2 separate regions of the Sus scrofa genome follow, and region 2 is linked to region 1. The links are chromatin contacts, called in public Hi-C maps. All regions are on one chromosome and are shown on one strand. The core of a region is the stretch at or near the end of the contact, and the rest is flanking DNA. Distances in the headings are between cores, read along the strand shown. Region 1 has its middle 20 kb from the start of NOS2. Region 2 overlaps NLK (serine/threonine-protein kinase NLK).

Region 1 (2,744 bases), core at 97-2,596:
AATCCCTGGTGAACATTCGCTTTCATTTTTCTGTGGAATAGGAGACTTCCTCAATAAAGCAGTAGTACCCATGTTAGGCGCTGCAAAAATGCAAGCCCCTCATGTAGGCTCCTCTGGAGAGTAAGAGTTTGTTGGAGAATATCCTGGGCAATAAGGAAGCTGGGAAGCTGGGCCACATGGCTGCAGTCACACTGCCTGGGGAGAGTTGGGGACCCCGAATGCAGTTGTGTCTGGCCAGGGCATCCTGCTTACTCACCGCTTCCCCTGCCCTCTGCCTTCCACTTTCTGCCTTCTCTCTGGGGGTCTTCTGGAGGTCTGCTCGGCTCTCAACTGAGGCTCCGTTGCCTCCAGTTCAAACCCTCAGAGGCAGACAGTCCCCCAGGTCACCTCTGAGGCCACTGGCTGCCCCAGGGTGATGTGCCCACCCTTGTCCTGTAGGAGGGGTCATGTGACACACAGCAGGGAAACAGGCCCAGGAAACCCCTCAGAAAGGGCGGGGCCAGGGCAGATAACCTGATGCTTCCGGGAATCCCTCTGACTGGGAATTAGGGACTAATGACAAAACAATTAGAAGTTCCCATTGTGGCTCAGCAGGTTAAGAACCAGACTAGTATCCATGAGGATGTATGTTCGATCCCTGGCCTCACTCAGTGGGTTAAGGATCCGGTGTTGCCATGAACTGTGCTGTAGGTCCCAGATGTAGCTCAGATCCCACGTTGCTGTGGCTGTGGTGTAGTCTGGCAGCTGTAGCTCCTATTCGACCCCTTGCCTGGGAACCTCCATATGCTGTGGGTGCGACTCTTTAGAAAAAAAGATAGAACAAACAATTAATATAGCATTACAGATAAAACAAGGGCCCGGACCAAAGTCGCAGTCACAAAGCTGCCTCTGTTTCTGTGCGTTTTCTCCATCTGTCCCCATCCATTGCATGTTTCAGTTTTCTCTTCCAGGAAAGCTGAGAGCATATATTTCCCTGACATGCATCTGTACTTTCTTGATCAGGGCCCATAGATCATCTGGCCACTTAAACAGCAGCCCTGTGAGCTGTGTGGCTCCATGTTACATGGAACCAGGGAACCAGCTCTTCGGGAGTCACTCAGATGAACCGAGGATCTCTCAGAACCGGGCCTGGCTCTGAAGGCACTTGTGGCCTCCCTGTGCGGTAGTGACAGCATCTGCTCCACTTTCCCATACACCCTGGAGGGCAGCTTGAGCTGTGAGCCAGAAGCTGTGGCTGCCACCGCCCAAGTCATTTCAGCAATTTGTTTGAATCTCTCCTCTTTCTCACCTGACCTTTAAACCGCTCCAACCAACAACATAGGTGAAATAGAAACTCTCCAACCGAGAGCTCACCTTCCATTGGTTAGAACAGTCAGAATGGGTCATTGCCCTCACCATACCCCACTCCTATGCCAGGGGCAGATATGGCTACTTTTTCCTACTGAGCCCTAAAGTACAGAACTTTAAAATCCTTCTTGCTCTGAGGCTGTGAGGAGTCATTACTTACCTGTGAAGGTTGGCATGGCAGAAATTTCCGTATGGCACAATGGGTTAAGGATCCAGCGTGGTCACTGCTGTGGCGCAGTTTCGATCCCTGGACCCGGCACTTCCACATGCCACAGCTGCAGCCAAAAAAAAGTTGGCACAACAGCTAAAACCCATTTGCCATCCTTGGTCTTGGGATCTGGATAGATTTTCCGTGAGGTTTGCCCACAGACCTGCAGTTGAATTCAAATCAGCACTGCTCAGATGCCCCCCACCCCCAAGTCCCCCATTGCCCCTCAAGGGCCTGAATAGAGGGTTCATGGATCTGGAAAGCCAGCGTGTGCTTGGGGACACAAATGGCTGGGAGGACAAGTCCTTTTGAGGCCTGTGATAATCCTCTTGGGATTGTCTGCGCCACCCCCTACTCTGTGACTGGGGGCTGCCCCCACTGCAGTTTCCTGGCATCTATAAACCTCTTGCTTTCTCCCTCCCCCCACCCTTTCCACTGCCCCCCTCTTCACAAGCTCTTTTCCAGTAGTTAATTAGTGGAGTGACATTTATGCCCATGTCGAGCAGACTGCTGAGAAAACAAACTGGGAAAGGACAACACCCACCATGTACTGTGCCCTGTGCAAACCATTTACGTGCACCCCTCCCCATCCTACAGTTATCCCACAGGAGGGGGCTTTATTGTTTCCATGGCACAGAAGAGGAAACTGAGGGCCAGAGGGGTTACAGAGCTAGTCCCATCCAGAAACGGGCCCAGGGGAGTCCAGGCTGCCTGCAAGCTTTGAGCCATCCAGGACCAAGGCAGATTTGGTGTCTGGAACCACAGTGGGGGGCATGCTGCAGATTGCCATGTCCCCACTGGGTGCCGGCCCCCAGAGAGCAGGGAGCAGACTCTCCCACCAAAATTAGATCTCAGAGCTCAGGGACTGGCATCAGCTTCCACACATCCATCCATCCATCCATCCATCCATTAACTAGTCATTTGTTCATTCATTAAAAGTGCATTGACTACTGCATTCCCACTAGGAAGCCATAGTGAAAAAGGCAATAACTAGGGTTGACAAGAATGTGGAGGAATTGGAACCTTCAGACACTGCTGGTGGGCAAGTCAAATGGAACAGCCCCTTTGGAAGACTTTAGGGCTGTTCCTCAAAAAGTTAAACATAAAAAATAAAAGTTACATATAAAGTTATCCTATGACCCAGCAATTCCACTCCTGTATGTATACCCGAGAGAATTGAAAACTTCTT
Region 2 (2,744 bases), core at 126-2,625, 320 kb before region 1:
TCTAGGTAGGGGTGGGCTAAGGCATCCTTAGCGGATATTCTTTTGGACTGAAATCAGATTTAGAGACCAGCACATCAACACTACAGATAAACATGACTGTCCACACAGGATCTTTCACAAGCCACAGTGACTGCTTTGCACAGTTTATATGTAATTTACGTACATCCTGTATACGGGGATAATTGTAGGTGGTAAGAAGAAGAAGGGAGATTGAGTTCAGAGGTGGGTAATGGAGCAGAAGAGGGAATATATGACCTTAAGACGACAAACTCCTGTTACAAACCACTACATATCACCAGAAAGCACTTAGAAATGACTTTCTGCTAAATCCTGAAAAGCTCCTACCTTGAAATAGTCTGTGCAGGGCCAAAAATGACAAATATCAGGACATTTAAATATGTAATGCTTTGGAAGGAATATGTTTACATTTTAAATAACAGTTACATTTTCGAAACATGTCTCAGCATTTAGAAGAGATGTGATCAAGGGGTCAATTTTACAAAGCTGCTTCAAACAGGTGGAATACCAAATCAACTTACGGCAAAAGCCTACCTGAAAGCTGCTGGAGTTAGGCACAGATAATGGCCTGAAGGCCATGTTTTGATATCAGCAGTGTGAATATCAGCAGCCTGGGGTTTTCTGGCATTTCAGATCAGACTGTTCAGTATACTAGTTTTAGATTACATAAACCATGAACTTCTAAACTCATTTCTCCATTAAAAAAAGGAGAAAGTGGTCCCTACTTTTAACTCAGTGGACATGTAAGCACTATTGAGAAAAAGTGGATTTTAAAGGATTTAAGGATGGCTCGATAGTGGAGTAGAACAAAACCTGACACTCTGCCCTGCTTCCAATATGATCCAGCACGTCATATAACACAACTGAAAAAAAAAGAAAACCGTTTGCACGCAAACCAAAAATAACTGGACCACTCCAACTGGTTCTATTCCCCCAAATAACAAAATCTCAACTATTTCCCATAAACCTGGATTCCCTAAAAAACCACTTTATCTCTGATTTTTCGCTATGCTGATGTTGAAAGGCATGTCGTGACCTTTCAGGATATGATAATCTCAATAGAAAGCCGTGTTTATCCACCATGAAGAGATGAAGGTAAACTTGCTAACCCTGGATTTGTTCCTTTCACTGACTATTAGTTTGATAATGCAGCCCTCTAAAGTCTGACTCACTAGCACACTTAGCAACTCAACTTTTTTTCCTCAATGAGTCCAGCTCTTCCTAGAGGTTCCACTGGGGTAAAGGTCAGAACCTAAAGAAATGACAGTGCACCTTGGCCACCTCTGAATCCTCAGCATCACCGGCCAGTCTCACAGGTGGCATTGAGCTCTTTGGCTTCTGTCCACTAAATCTGGTGACTGGCCAAGTCTGTTTCTGTTTCTGCCTGAGCATGGCTGATCGTGTCCATGCTGGTGGCAGCAGTGACTGAATCTGGGTTTTAATTTTATCATATGACCATGAAGTCATTAATGTCAGGTGGCAGATGTCAGAAACTGGGTCCCTGTCAGCTGACACCACAGAAGGAATCTGGTGCCCCTGTTAAGTCTTTTTTGTTTGTCTGTGTGATACTTCCTGAAATTTCAGATGCAGAGCTGAAGAGACTTCGGTGTTTTTCTAACTATGGACGGCATGCTCTGTTTTTACGTCCTGTGTGTACCAGTATGGGGGCCTCTCAAGTGTTTTACCTAAGAGAAACCTTTGAACAAAAAGTAAATCAAATCCCTAGAAATGCAATGATCAACGTTCATTTCCCTAAACAAACGAAAGTCTCTTTGGGACTTTTGCGACAAGGCTGAAGAAAGGATACAGTCATTTGTAAGAGGTATGAACCCTGAAAAGAAAAACTGTTACGCTAATAAATTCAGAAAAAAAAGTAAAAAATTTCAAAGATTTAATAGTAGTGTTCTTTTGAAGGACCTAATGGTGCATAATTATGTCTTAGAAATCTTTTTTTCCCCCAAGCCACTGCAGTTGGATTCTTAACCCACTGTGCCTGGGAACTCCTGTCCTAGATATGTTAATCACATGTTGTTTCTTTCTTTCTTTCTTTCTTTCTTTTTTTTTTGTCTCTGGTCTTTTGAGGGCTGCACCCGAGGCATATGGAGGTTCCCAGGCTAGGGGTCCAATCGGAGCTGTAGCCGCTGGCCTAAGCCACAGCCATAGCAACTCGGGATCCGAGCCACATCTGCAGCTCAAGGCAACGCTGGAGCTGTAGCCGCTGGCCTAAGCCACAGCCATAGCAACTCGGGATCCGAGCCACATCTGCAGCTCAAGGCAACGCTGGATCCTTAACCCACTGAGCAAGGCCAGGGATTGAACCTGCCACATCATGTTTACTAGTTAGGTTCGTTAACCTCTGAGCCCCGACAGAAACTCCTTATCTTACAAATCAAAATTTGTAATAGATATGGACACTGTTTCTATCCTAGATTTTGTTGCTTTATCAAAACTAGCTCTTCTTGTTTTGAATAAGAGTGATAAAAATTTCTATTTTACAAATATAAATTGATGTACTTTTTTTTTGTCTTTTTAGGGTCACACCCTTGGCATATGGAAGTTCCCAGGCTAGGGGTGAGTCAGAACTGTAAGCTGCCAGCCTATGCCACAGCAGCGTCAGACTCAAGCCGAGTCTGTAACCTACAGCACAGCCCATGGCATTGCTGGATCCTTAATCCACTGAGTGAGGCCAGGGATCGAACCTGCATCCTCACAGATACTAGCTGGGC

What was found. A called contact is a pair of places that touch in the nucleus more often than the background predicts.
Region 2: a Hi-C map of liver shows a contact between it and region 1, with 5 times the contacts expected there. The contact joins two enhancer-like sites. A contact is called at or near these places in 1 of 5 promoter capture datasets (fetal liver) and 2 of 47 Hi-C or Micro-C datasets (heart right ventricle and liver).

Annotation. Positions count from the first base shown.
Region 1 is chr12:44,224,948-44,227,691 of Sscrofa11.1, reverse strand. No RefSeq gene overlaps it. Among named protein-coding and RNA genes, the nearest start is that of NOS2, 20 kb to the right of the region's middle. Within about 2 kb of position 1,346, at least 6 of the 83 cell types and tissues checked have an H3K27ac peak or open chromatin away from gene starts, as enhancers often do. A contact at or near this core is called in liver, where this site is marked.
Region 2 is chr12:44,546,587-44,549,330 of Sscrofa11.1, reverse strand. It overlaps NLK (serine/threonine-protein kinase NLK), which reads right to left. Exons shown (of 11, transcript XM_021067474.1): 9 at 1-47. Among named protein-coding and RNA genes, the nearest start is that of TMEM97, 56 kb to the left of the region's middle. Within about 2 kb of position 1,375, at least 6 of the 83 cell types and tissues checked have an H3K27ac peak or open chromatin away from gene starts, as enhancers often do. A contact at or near this core is called in liver, where this site is marked.